Linked DNA regions of Sus scrofa: region 2 is linked to region 1. A link is a contact called in public HiChIP or PLAC-seq data. All regions are on one chromosome and are shown on one strand. The core of a region is the stretch at or near the end of the contact, and the rest is flanking DNA. Distances in the headings are between cores, read along the strand shown.

Region 1 (6,818 bases), core at 3,194-5,693:
ATCCACAGTCTTGGATCCCTGAGTGGTTCAGTACCCTCTTGAGGTCCCAGGCGGATGTTTGGGTGAGCCCTGCATACCCAGCATGGTGCCCATGAAACACAGCTCCTCATAGGAGTTTCCTTTTTGGCTCAGTTGTTTACGAACCCGACTAGTATCCATGAGGAGGAGAGGTTGATCCCTGGCCTTGCAATGAGCTGTGGTGTAGGCCAGAGATGCGGCTCAGATCTGGTGGTGTTGTGGTTGTGGTGTAGTCTGGCAGCTGCAGCTCTGATTCGATCTCTAGCCTGGGAGCCTCCCTCTGCTGCGGTATGTCCCTTAAAAGACAAAAGACAAAAAAAAAAAAAAAAAAAGTTTCACAGCTCCTCCTGGTAATCAGGATAGAGGTCACCAAGGTCCTAGGAACTTTGCCTGAGGTCTGTTTCTCAGCACCAGCCAGATCAAAACAAGCCCTCAGCCCAGGGCTCTTTCTCAGGGTCGCATGCATGCGGTAGAGGCCTGCAGTGATTGAGGTAGAAAAGGCCTGAAAGCTCATTAGGTGATAAGAACTCACTAGAAGCAGAGGAAGCCAAAGGGGAGATAGAGGGAGGTCTGGGAGTTACCTGGAGAGGGAGTTTGGACTCTGCTCTTTGGACAGAAGGATGACTTCTGAGCTCGAGAGGCTCTGGCTTTGGAAGTATTGTGTAGCTACTCTTTGCAAGGTGGCTGAGCTCGGAGAGGTGACAGAGGGGAGGGCACTGGAGTCCATTGTCCAGCCTGGGACAGGGGTCACGGAGGCCTGGATTGGGGGAGGGGGAGGCATGGGACAACGAAAGAAGACAGGTCCTGCTCTCCCTGAGGCTCTCTGGGCTCCCCACACAGGTCTCCTCCTCTCTGTCTCAGCACCTCTAGCCCTTTCCGGGCTCGTGTTCTTTACTTTTTGTTTGGTCCATATATGCGGCATGAGAAAGTTCCTGGGGCCAGGGATTGAGCCTGCGCCACATCAGTGACCCGAGCCACAGCAGTAACAACGCCAGATCCTTAACCTGCTGTGCCACCCAGGAACCCCCTCTTTTCTCTTTTTAAGCATTCATGTTCCTCTTTATTTACATTTTGTACGTGCTCAGTCGATGTTTATTGAATGAAAGAGTCTTTGAATTCTATAGTGCTTTATAATTTTTAGGAGTTCTCTTGTGGCTCAGCGGGTTAAGGCTCCCGTGTTGCCACTGCAGAGGCTGGGGTTGCTGCTATGCCGCAGGTTTGATCCCTGGCCCGAGAACTTCCACGAGCCATAGGTGCAGCCAAAGTTCCACCCACATGGTCTCATGTGATCCCATAATAACCCTGTTGCCCACCCACATATTGCCGCTCCCCCCCCCCCCCGAGGTAATTGCTAGTTTGTCCTCTGTGTCCGAGTCTAGACTCTTGTTTACCCTCAATGACACATCTGCATGGAATGAACCTCCCCACTCTTAGGATGACACCATTGTCACCATCCTGCCTTGACCACGTCCCTCTTGGGAAAGGGCCTCTCAGACCAGCAACGTCATCCCGCGTCACCACCACGTAGTTACCGCTTTGCTTGTCACAACGCAACCCGTGTTTTCCCGGATGAGTATGTGTTTGTTAACATGTTCCTCTTGGGAGTTCCCATCGCGGTGCAGTGGTTAAAGCACCTGACTAGCATCCATGAGGACTGGGGTTCAGTTCCTGGCCTTGCTCAGTGGGTTAAGGATCCGGCGTTGCGGTGAGCTGTGGTGTAGGATCGGAGCCCACGTTGCTGTGGCTGTGGCGTAAGCCCGCAGCTACAGCTCCAATTCGACCCCTAGCCTGGGCACCTCCATATGCCTCGGGTGTGGCTCCAAAAAGACAAAAACAAAAACAAAAAACCACAGACCTGTTCCTCTTGCTCCCTCCCTGGAAGGTCAAGGGGACTCCAGGGCTGCAGGTTGCCAGGGAGGAGGGGCTGCCTCTGCTGGAGGCTGAATGTGGGGACAGAGAAGTCTCAGGCTGGCTCTCCAGCACAGACACAGGAGAAGTGGGTCTGTGTCAACATCCTGAAAGTCCCAGCTGTGGGCAAAGGGTGGGAACTCCACAGAGCCATTGTTTGGCTCCGCTTGGGGACAGGGACTTTACAGCTCTGAGGCCATCGCTCCTCTGGCTGGGGGTGGAGCTTCCAGAGTAGGGAAGTGAGGGGAGGGGAGAGGGAAGTGCGAGCTTCCTGTGCTTTCCCGGCTCCCCACAGATGTCACTTCTGCTAGGGAGCTCCTAGAGAGACTCAAAACACTCCCCCCCTCCCCGAGAAAACAGAGCATTGCGGTAATTTCTGGGGAAGTGACGTCCCCCCAGTATTTAGGTGCCCTGGGCTTGTTCCAGCCCTGCTGCCCTGCACCCCGCCCCATGGAGTGACCTGTGACCCTGGAGAACTGTGAAGGGGGTGGCCCAGTGGGGTGTCTCTCCTCCCCTTTGCCTTCCCCAGGAGCAGGAGCAGGGTTTCTGGCACCCTCAGGTGGGGGGCCAGCTCTAGTGTCCCACGGCAGCACCGGCCTCAGGCCACTTCAGCCTGCCCCCTGCCCAGAGAACATGCACGTAGACTCAGACTCAGCAGGGCCTGGGAAAAACACAGAGCCCAGAGCAGCCCTGGGGAAAGAAGCTGCGCGGAAATTTCCATGACCCTTCTGCCAAAGCAAGGACGCTTCAGCTGAGGCTCAAGGCAGAGACAGAGACCTGGGAGCTAGAAAGCATGGAGGTCACCAAGGGTCACCCTTCCTCATTCAGATCTTTGTCATCTGCTGTCCACCCGAACCCAGCCAGAAACCTCAGTCAGTTCCCCTCTGTTCCAGCCCCATCTGCTGCCAGATGCCTAGTTCACACGACGGGACATGCCACCACCTCTTTCCCAAGGACATGGCCGACTCTCGGCCAGTGGGAGCTCTCCTGTAGGAGCCAGGTCCTCGAGGCCCCTCTCCCCCTGCAGGAAGCCCTCCCCGATGAATGGTCAGTCTTTCTGCAGACGCCTGCGGCCATCAGGTTCCAGTGACCTCACCAGCACTCCTGTGATCACGCCCTTCCCTCAGGCGTGACTGACTCATCTGTTGTTACCCTGAGCTAAGGCCTATGGCTTGGATTGCTGTTGGGCACTTATCCCTTTTTTTTTTTTTTTTTTTTTTGCTTTTTAGGGCCACACCCGAAGCATATGGAGGTTCCAAGGCGAGGGGCCTAATCGGAGCTACAGCTGCTGGCCTACGCCACAGCCACAGTGATGTGGGATCTGAGTCGTGTCTCTGACCCACACCACAGCTCATGGCAACATCAGATCCTTAACCCACTAAGCAAGGCCGGGATCGAACCCGCAACCTCATGGTTCCTAGCTGGATTTGTTTCTGCTGCACCACAACAGGAACTCCCACTTATCCTTGAAAATACTGTCCATGTCTTCCTATGGCCTTGCCTCAGTCAGAGCAGCAATACACAGAGCTTAGCTGCATCCACACAGTCGGTCCTGTGTGGCCTCCAGCGGTGCTGGGGACTCTGAGAGGCTCACCTTGGGTACTCGCTGATGGTCCCCAAGCCAGCACATCCCCGGCAGGAGTCTGGCAGGAACATTTATAGGCTTGCCCTCTCCCCCTACCCCAGCCAGAATCCCAGCATGGCCATTCAGAGGCAGCGTGACGAGGACTCGGCCCTGGGTCCCGTCCGCAGCCTTCGCTGGGGCCTGTCTGGCGTCGCCTGCCAGCCCTCGGCCCCAGCCTGGCATCATGGGTGTCCCAGAGCCAAGCTGGTGTCTCCTTCCTGTTCTTCCACTCAGCTGACCTGTCACCTTCCTCCAGCTCCCCAGAAGACCGTGGCTCTCCCCCCACCCCGGCGCCCTGTCCCTGTCACCACCCCATCTGGTTCTGTAGCCCTTCACGCACTCTGGAGGGGCCGTGGTGAGCGTGGGCTTGAGAGCCCCACTCTCGGTCAGTCTGGGCTCGTCCCTCCCCTTGCTGGCTATACTCAGAGACGGTAGCAAGTTACTTCATTTCTCTGAATCAGGTTTACCCCTCAGTGAAACAGGACCCCCTTCTCAGGGCTAAGTTCCCACGTCAGGAACTTAGTACAGTGCTGGCTCAAATGATGTGCCATAGAAAGGTGGCTGTCACTGCCTTCCCTTCCCGTCCCCTTCCTGTCCTACACACGCAGCCCCCTTCCTGCCCCTCCCCCAGATCTGACTGGAGCCAGGCACATCTCAGGAAGGGGTTAGACAGTGGCGATGACTTCATCTTTGCCTTGGTGCAGGAAGGAGGCAGGGAAGGTAACACACTCAGGCCAGAGGCTGGATGGAATTTTCCAGCGCTCATAAACAGGACCATTGCGGTTGCTAGCTGAGGTCACCATGGAAACGGTCACATGCGCTAGCCCGTGGTTCTTCCACTCTGGCTTCAGGCCCATGACACAAGCTCCAGGCCTCTTCATTGGCTGCCACCTTCCTCTTGCCACTGAAATCTGGCAGGAGATTGGCCAAGGGTAGTTGCTGGGCTGGAGTTAGCTCCCCACCCCCAGCCGGAACCTGCTGGAAGCTGTTGTTTTGAACCAGAGGAAGATGGAAAATAGGCTGGCAGAGATGTTGCCATAGCAACTGCTTTCCTTTCTGTTCTCCTTGGAGTTCGTGGTTGACTTCTTTGCGGTTGAAGCACTTTTCCAAAGGCAAAGAGGGCGGCGGCCCCTTTACACTGACCTGACTTCTTCTTTTGAGGGGGACCTCCCTCAGCTTGCAGAGCAGTTAGAATTTCTGAGCCTCTGCTTGGAGCTTTGTTTACTAATCTGTGCCTGGTTGCTTTCTATGAAATGGAATATTCACTGTAGGACCCCCGTCCTAGCATCGAGGGCTGGAATAAGGCTCCAACTGGACTAAGGTGGCAAATGCTCCTTGTCACCTGTAAAGCTCTGTGCACCTACCACATGTCTTTAATTGGCTGCCACTGAGGTTAGCATAGGGCAATGGCCCTATCAGCTGGAGTCCGGGGAGATACCAACATGTTTAGCAAAGCCCAGAGCCCTGCGACCCCCAGGCCCTTTTTGAGTCTACTTCCTCTTGTCACCACTGCCTTCTGGGACCGTCAGCAGTTCACACAGAGCTCCAGGGACTTCATTTCTCTTTCTGTAAAAGAACTCTTTAGGAGTTCCCGGCGTGGCTCAGTGGTTAACGAATCCGACAAGGAACCATGAGGTTGTGGGTTTGTTCCCTGACCTCACTCAGTGGGTTGGGGATCCGGCGTTGTTGTGAGCTCTGGTGTAGGTCGCAGACACAGCTCGGACCCCGAGCTGCTGTGGCTGTGGTGTAGGCCAGCAGCTACAGCTCCAATTGGACCCCTAGCCTGGGAACTTCCATATGCTGTGGGTGCCGCCCTAGAAAATTAAAAAAATAAATAAATAAATAAAAGAGACATTTAAAAATTATTAGCAGAGCAGAACCTGGTTTTCCTGACTTCTAGCTTCATTCTTAATATGATTCTGGAACAGAATTTCAGTCATTCATCAAACACCCTCCATACAAGGCACAGTTGGTAGAAATAAGGCAGGAGAAAGGCGAGGTGTCTGCCTTCATGGAGCTGGTATTCTCGTGGAGGAGTCGGGCAACCGTTGGTGAAGAGCAGCAGTGGAAGTGTTCTGAAGAAAGTGAGCTGGTGGGGTAAAGGGAACTGGGGAGGGGACCGATTTTCGATGGGGTGGACAAAGAAAGTGAGCAGCCGGCATCGACGCATGAGAATGAACAGGCCTCCAGAAGGGGCGGGGGTGGGGAATTCCAGCCAGAAAGAAGAACAAGGGTGGAGAGCAGGTCAGGGTCAAGGAGACGGTGACCTGGGCAGTGGGCTGTATCCCAGGCCCAGGGCGGGAGAGAGGGGTTCCTTCCCCTTAGTCCATGGGGAAGGCTCCAGTGTGGCCGTCTGCCCTGGGCTTACAGGTGTGAGATACGCAGCTGCTCTCCTTGTCCCCCCTCCCCCCATTCTCAGCACTACCCGTGTTAAGACACATGCCCGGGAGTTCCTGTCCTGGCTCAGCAGAAACAAATCTGACTAGCATCCATGAGGGTACAGGTTTGATCTCCGGCCTCGCTCAGTGGGTTAAGGATCTGGTGTTGCTGTGAGCTGTGGTGTAGGGTGCAGATGCAGCTCGGATCCCGAGTTGCTGTGGCTGTGGCGTAGGCCAGGGGCTACAGCTCCAATTCCACCCCTCTCCTGGGAACCTCCATATGTCACAGGTGCAGCCCTAAAAGGACAAAAACAAAAAAACAAAAAAACCTCCAAAAAACAAAAACACATGCCCATCTCCTTCTTCATAGGTGGGGCTCCAGGGCTTCTGACTTTTGGACTTAATCTCAGACAGGCAGCTCCTGGAGTCCTGGCTTCCCGTACCACACTTGCTTTGCCCATGATACCTGCGCTCGGGGCTGTGCCACACAGGAGCCGGGTTTCCCCTGGACCAGCCTCGCTCCAGTGAGAGCTGGAAGCTGAGGGAATTTTTCAAAGCTCCGGATTCAGCTTTCACTGGGGGTTGGTGAACTAGTCATCAGCAAAAGCCTTGGTCAAGTCCCAACCAGAAGGGGTTCCACCTTTTCTGGGTTAAGAAAGTGGGGGTGTGATCAGTGCTGATGAGGGGAAAGCTAGGGGTACTAGAGCAAAGAAGACAGGCTTGGGCTTAAGGCAGAGGGCAGAGCTTGGAGGGCTTCCAGGAGTAAGCAACCCACACACTCAGAAGAATCCTGGAGCATCAACCAAAAGGCTTGGTTTTTTGTCACGGATATTTATCTAAACCAGTACACAGTAGGTGCTTGGCAAACATCTGCTGAATGAATAAATGAG
Region 2 (6,818 bases), core at 1,369-3,868, 160 kb after region 1:
CAGAGCGCTGCGTCTTGCCTGCTGGACTGAAACACACGTCTCACCTGCTGATCTCCTCGGCCCCCATGTGAAACAGCAGATCGGTGGACGTTAAGCCAAAGATCATCCCATTTACCGAGAGGGTGCAGGGCTCCGGCACGAACTGCACTCGCTGAAATGAGAAGGTGGGACAACGTCTGCACACTGAAGCCAGAAACTTCTTCCCCGTGACAGCAGGGTGTCTCCAAGGGCTGAGGAGACCAAGCCAACGCACAGAAAATTACCCACTTGCCTGTTACTGTTATTTTTTGTCTTTTTAGGGCCGCACCTGCGGCATATGGAGGTTCCCAGCCTAGGGGTCCAATCGGAGCTACAGCTGCCAGCCTACACCACAGCCACAGCGATGCTGGATCCGAGCCGCATCTGTGACCTACACCACAGCTCACAGCAACGCCGGATCCTTAACCCACCGAGTGAGGCCAGGGATGGAACCCGCAACCTCATGGTTCCTAGTCGGATTTGTTTCCGATGCACCACGACAGGAACTCCACACTTGCCTGTTATGAGAAAGCAGGCCCCATGCACGCCTCCAAAGGGCACTCCCACCCACTTGTGGGCAGAGCGGGGTCGCCTCTGGTGCACGGGACTCTGGCTGCCTGCTGATTGGGAGGTGCTGATTGGGGGGAGCGCTGGTACCTTTTTGTCCTCTCGAGGCAGGTCAGAGCAGCTGAAGGGAGGCTGCGGGTACACAGGCTCGCGGTGCACGTCCCTCAGCGACGGGACAAAGACCAGGTGGGAGCCGGAGCTGCATCGTCAGAGGAGGAAGGAAGGTGCATGCGGGTGAGTCAGAACAGCTGGGTGACAACTTCAGGGGACAGGGCTGACCCCAGACCCCACCTCCAGGAGGACTTCCAGGAGGGAACTCCTCTACGAAGAGAGGGGCTGCTCCCCACGGGAGGCGGGAATGAAAGGCGGCCTGTCCCCGTGGACACACAACCGCTTTGATGGGGCTCAGGTCACCCAGGAGCGCTTTCTCCTGACTGCGTGACGTGTGTTCCCCTCTCTGGAGGGGAAGGGGGCTACTGGCTGGGAGAAAAGGGGGGAAAGGATTTGAGAGCCAGGAAATCTAGAAAGATAAAGATGTGACCACAAATCCTCAGAGCCAGACTGAAGCCAAAGTTCTGCCTCTTCACACCGTGTGAACAGATGTGGCTTTGAGGCGTCACGTAGCCTCCCTGCCTGGGGGCTCTTCCCTAGGGAGGGACAGGCTGCTAAGTGGGTCTGGGGACACGACCGGCTTTCCGGAAGCCTGCCCTCCCCTCTCTCTGGGGGAATCAGGGCCCTGGGTTTCTATTTCTTAGCAGACGGCCATACAAAAACGAAAGCAGTGTCTACCAGCAGGAGTAAAAGCAGAGATGGCAGATGTTTCCTTTGATGGAGGCAGGAGGAGAATCTCTAGAGTTACAACATACAAGGGAAGAAAAACCCCATGACTCGGGGGGCCAGTCCTTTGTCCCCTGCACAAAAGAAAGGGGTGAGACACCTCCGTCTCCTTGTCCCTGCAGCTGTCCTTGGCCGAGGGGCCCATGATAAACCAAACAGGCGGAACATGTCACTCTGGGGGCTCTCATGTCTAGCGCCCTCTCCTGCTAAAAATGCTGTGGTTTTGCAGAGGCAGGGGCAGGTACCTGTGCAGGTACGATACGGAGCTGCTTCCTCAAGTGGGATCAAGGCGTTGGTGACTGTTGTCACACTTATTGTGTGTTTGCCATGCCTGCTCAAAGTGTGAACTGAGATTTCTGTCCACAAAGGTACCGTGCCTACAACTTACAGTCCCTTTGACATGGAAAGGTTCCCCGTAAAAAAGAAAAGAAAAAGAAGAGTCCCTCGTAACTACCCAAGTCCACCTATTTGGGCGCTGAAGTCCGGCAAACGGGTTGGGGGTGACCAGAAGGGGACGGTCCGAGCTCCAGGTCCCCAGGGACACAAGGGGCAGGGGCACAGCTGGCCGCCGTTAGGAGACGGAACTGCTGTTTCCGTGCAGGCGCTGGCAGAGCAATGGTTAAGGAAGAAAGGGCCCCGGTGCTCAGGGTTATACAGCGGCTGCAGGGGGAGGGAGCGAGAGAAAATTCCAACTATGCTGAGCGTTGCACAACCTCATACATCATGGTGGGCGGGTCCTGGCCGCTCCCTCAGCTCCGCTGGGCTCTAGGGAGGGAGGAAGTGCTTCCTCGCAGGCTCTGGTTTTCACTGATAAACCAGCTTAATGCATTGCATTTCTGACCTCTCAGAATAAAAATAACCCCCCCCCAGGAGGGCCGAATTTTGGGAAGGGCGGGGCAGCCCCCTCCCCCTGGCGCACAGATGAAAGTGCCTGGCGGTGCTGGGCGCTCACCCCGGGGAACAATGCCGGGCTTGTTCTTTGTTTGTGCCGCTGCTGTCAATACCACAAGGGCTGAGGAACCCAAAACAGAACCCAATCTCAAATGGAAAGCACCCAGCCGGCGCTGGGGCCCTGCCCCGCAGTCCCTGCCTCTCCCGGAGGGGACCAAGGGCTGGCCAACCAGGGACACCTGCTAGGGTCTGCCAATCTCCAGGTCACAACCAGCCTGGAGGGAAGAAGGAAGGCGCTTGTGACATCTCACTGGAGCGGGGGCAGATCCAGCGGCCGGCTGGCACTGGCGTGACTCAAGTCCCCTGACTCTGGGTCAGCGAGGGGGTTTTCCCCCGTCCTTCCGAGAGGCCTACGACACTGGCCTGCGCTGCTGGTACAAGGAGGTTGAATCACAGCTAACTGACTCTGGGATCAGTTCTCACGGCCCACGGGCGGAAGATCATACATCTTGTTTTAAAAACCACCTTTGTTGCGGACTTATTTTTAAAGGCTTAGCCTGGGGAATGTTGGCTCTTGATGAGCTCAGCTACAGGGCGGACAATTCCCAGAGGAGATGATCCAGGACTTACAGGACTTCCTCTCGAACCCTGGTGCTGGAGGGAAGCGGCAGGAAGTGGGGCGTCAGCTTCCTGACAACCTTTCTATTCTGGCTTTAGGCCCTTCCTGGAGCAGAGGCTTTTCCTCCCAACCCAGCCGCCCGTGGCTCCTCGCCGCTGAGAGCCGGTCCTTGGGTCTGCGGCGAGGACTCAGGACCTCTACCCTCTCGAGAGCTTATACGAAGCCCATGAAACGAGAGAAGCACGGCCTCAGGGAAGGACTTGGGTCCAAACGCTCCCTCTCACAAGACCTTAGGCCCCAGGATTTTGCTGTGTAAGTCATCCAACACTCCTCAGCCTCGCCTGGGAAGATTCCCACGGAAGATGGGTTTACCCAAAAGGGAGTGAGAAAAGGAAGTAAAGAAAGAGCAAGGGAAGAAAGAAAGCCTGTGCAGCCTTTTCCTTTCAAGTGTGTTTATCTTTGTGTTTTAAAGAGATGCCTCTTCACTGGCATCTACACACTTGAAGTTCAAGAGTTCCATCTGATCTCTGAGTTCAAAGGATGAAAGGATGGGAACTACCGTGACTTTTGGACAGTTTCAGTTTCTTAATGGGAGGCCCCAGGGGAGCTTAGGAGTGTGAGGCTCTGTCCAGCATTGGGAAATCTGACCTTCGTGTCCCCTCGATAATGGTTCGCAGACATTGCTTGAAAACATCTTCAAATGGGCTTGTCAGTAGACAGCTCTGCAAGAAAAAAAAAAAGACAGATTTACAGGGTAAACTGCTGCTTATTCACTCGTGCGGTGACGCTGGGCTCCAGCTGCTGAGTGAGGAGCTCAAGGAAGGAGACACGACGATGGAAAAGACGGGCCCTCTGGCCTCCAGGAGTGAGTCTGGTTGGGGGCAGGAAAGGACACGGGGGCACAATTCATCCTCCTGAATGTAGCTGAGGGAAAGACGAGGAAGAAGGGTTTTCTGGAGAAGGTACAAATCTCCCGAGACAGAGGGAGGTGAGGTCCTCAGAAGGGCCATTTGTTTTTGTTTTTGCTTTGTGGGGACGCGCCTGCGGCATATGCATCTAGGCTAGGGGTCGAATCAGAGCTGCAGCTGCCAGCCTACACCACGGCCACACCACCACCAGATCTAAGCCATGTCTGCACACCTACACCACAGCTCATGGCAACATCAGATCCTTCACCCACTGAGAGGGCCAGGGGTCGAACCCGTACCCTCACGGATACTAGTTGAGTGTGTTACCACTGAGCTACAAGGGGAACTCAAGACGGGCCATTTGCGTTTTATGCGCAAAGGACAACAAGATGTGCGTCACGGAGCTGGAGCAGCCAGGACGGCACTCTCAGAGGCACAGCTCCAGGACCCGCAGCTCCTGCCTCACACTCGAGGGGGACCAGGACTCGATATCTGTACTCCTCCCCTTACACCCTCCCCGCCACCCATGTAAGTTGTTACAGGTGCAGGGTAAACTCCAGGAGGTGAAAGTAAGAGCATCTCCCGCAGCCCAGCCCGGTCACTTACCTCCACCTGTTCATGCTTAGCATCCAGGAAAGGTCCAAACTGCAGATGAGCCCGAGGGGGGGGAACAAAGGTACCAAAAGAACAAATCAGAACTGCACGTGTCTGCGAGCGCCCTCGGGTACCCTCTGCAAGCAGTTCTCTGCCCAGGGTCCACTTGTCCCTCCAAGGTCTCCCTAGAGCCTGGGACAGGGAGCAGATGGGACGGGGGCGCCCGGCCAACATCCCAGGCAGAAGGACATCCCCCTGGATGAGGGGACCACTGGGGCCCCATAACGATACTGGGATCTTTTCTTTTTCAACCCAGCAAAGGAAGTCTAGCTCTGCGCAGCAGTACGTTGGGAATTCAAGAGTGATGAGCTCACAACAGGAGTGAGGAGACAGGCAAGAAACTGGGGCATCGATGAAGAGCGGCACCGAATTTTGGGCCTTTGGACGAAGCCTGTCCAAACCCTACCGAAGACGTAGACCAAGAACTAAAACATATTTTTTAAAAGGAGGGGAGTCTGACACTCTTCCTACTAATTGAGAACCGCATTGGACCTTGTTCGTAGCCCGACTCCCCAGTTTCCCGGCTGGAGCCTCCCCAAGTGAAGCCGTCTCAGGAGGGCCCCTACCAGGATGCAGACGTCCGGCCGGTCGCGGTTGATGACGGTGATCAGGTCGAGCAGGGGCTCGAAGGCGATGCTGTCTGACGTGGTGTACGGCCCACAGGCCACCAGGACCATGATTTGCTCAGAATCTAAGACCGAAAGGCGTGTTAAGGTGCTGACGAGAAGATCCTGGGATGGTGGGAAAAGGACAGAACTCGATGCATCGAGTCTCTTTATGTGGGCAACGCGGGAATCCGAGAGGAACAAGACCACATTCTGCCCTCAAAGAATCCTCCGTCAGCAGTCCCTGCCATGGGACAGAGGGTTGAGAATCCGACGGCAGTGGCTTGGGTTGCTGTGGAGGCTCGGGTTTGATCCCCAGCCTGGTGCAGTGGGTTAAAGGACCCGGCGTTGCCAAAGCTGTGGCATAGGTCGCAGCTGTGGCTCAGAGTCAGTCCCTGGCCCGGGAACTTTCATAGGTCATGGGGGTAGCCAGTAAAAGAAAAAAAAAAAAAATCCTTCGTCAGCTGGCAGAGAGGTAGGTATGCAAATAACTATAACTCGAAAGACGTTTCCCAGCAGGGCACGAGTGACGGGAGGGAAGGGACAGTCAGGAAAGAACGGATCAAAGTGGCATTGCTTCCATGGCTTTCCTCCCAACGGGGTTTGTTTTTGTTTTAATTGTGGCAAAATATACATAACATAAAAGCATCATCATCTTAAAGGAAACACTTCAGTGGTAAGTATAACTCAAGGCTGTGCAATTACACCCTCTGCACACGCCTTCCCGTCTTGCAAAACTGAAACTCCGTTCCCATCGCACACGAACTCCCCGCTCCCCCAGCAACCACCATCCTACAGTCTGTCTCCGATTTTCATGACTCTCAGAACCTCATTTAAGGGGAATCATAGAGATGTGTCTTTTAGATACTTTGTTGACACATGTAAGTGGAGTTTTCTGGGAGCCTCAGATGGCACAGAGGTTGGGTGTGCTCCCTGAGGGGCAGATGGGGCGGGGGCGAGAGTGGCTGGAGAATCTGGGGCACCACAGTACCCAGGACGACAGGCTGGAATGCGGGACTCTTGTGTGATGGGCACAGGGGCTTGTTTTTGGCTCCCTTTTCGTCACAGCACCTGCTCCCCTTTCAGAGAACCAGCCTGTCCTACGCAAGGCCGTCTAGGCGGGGCTGTAGAGCAGGTGCACTGTCCCCCCGCCCCGGCCCAGGAGCTGGCAGGGGACCCAGCTCAAGCCACTCACACTCTCCTTGGGTTCTGGAATCTTAAGGTGAATGAACCAACGACAAAACAGGCTGGTGCTGACCTGTCCCCGAGAAGGTGCCCAGATGAGAGTCGGGTTATCCTTGCTACCTGGACCCTCTGGAGCCACCGGGGCCCTAATCCGGGTTGTAAGCCGGTTCCAGCCATCTGTCCAGTCTCTGAGCTACTTGGATCTCCCCTAACCAACTCTCTTTTCAGTCTGAATCAGGTTCCGTAACTTACAACAAAATCCAAAGATCCCTGGCCTCCTAACATAGTTTCCTAGCACGGCTGCACCAAATTACCGCAAACCCCATGGCTTAAAACAACACACATTTATTATCTTACAGTCGTAGAGGCCGGAAGTCCTAAAGTCGAGGTGTGGGCAGGCCTGCGTTCCTGCTGGGGCTCTGGGGGAGAGTGTTTTCTCGCCCTTTCCAGCGCCTCTGGGCAAGTCCTGGGCTCACACACACCCCCCCTTCAAAACCCCCAGCTTAACCTCTACTCTTTCTGACTCTCAGCCTC

The links. HiChIP or PLAC-seq counts read pairs in DNA pulled down with a chosen protein or histone mark.
Region 2: an H3K27ac HiChIP or PLAC-seq map of alveolar macrophages shows a contact between it and region 1. The contact joins two enhancer-like sites. A contact is called at or near these places in 2 of 2 datasets of contacts at active chromatin or transcription factors (alveolar macrophages and skeletal muscle).

Annotation. Positions count from the first base shown.
Region 1 is chr2:6,763,683-6,770,500 of Sscrofa11.1, forward strand. All of the region lies in intron 2 of LOC102163816 (a long non-coding RNA gene), which reads left to right. Among named protein-coding and RNA genes, the nearest start is that of SCYL1, 34 kb to the left of the region's middle. Within about 2 kb of position 4,444, at least 66 of the 83 cell types and tissues checked have an H3K27ac peak or open chromatin away from gene starts, as enhancers often do. A contact at or near this core is called in alveolar macrophages and skeletal muscle, where this site is marked.
Region 2 is chr2:6,925,178-6,931,995 of Sscrofa11.1, forward strand. POLA2 (DNA polymerase alpha subunit B) reads right to left here. Exons shown (of 18, transcript XM_013994111.2): 11 at 5,061-5,185; 12 at 4,447-4,485; 13 at 3,581-3,654; 14 at 676-784; 15 at 45-151. Among named protein-coding and RNA genes, the nearest start is that of POLA2, 22 kb to the right of the region's middle. Within about 2 kb of position 2,619, at least 61 of the 83 cell types and tissues checked have an H3K27ac peak or open chromatin away from gene starts, as enhancers often do. A contact at or near this core is called in alveolar macrophages and skeletal muscle, where this site is marked.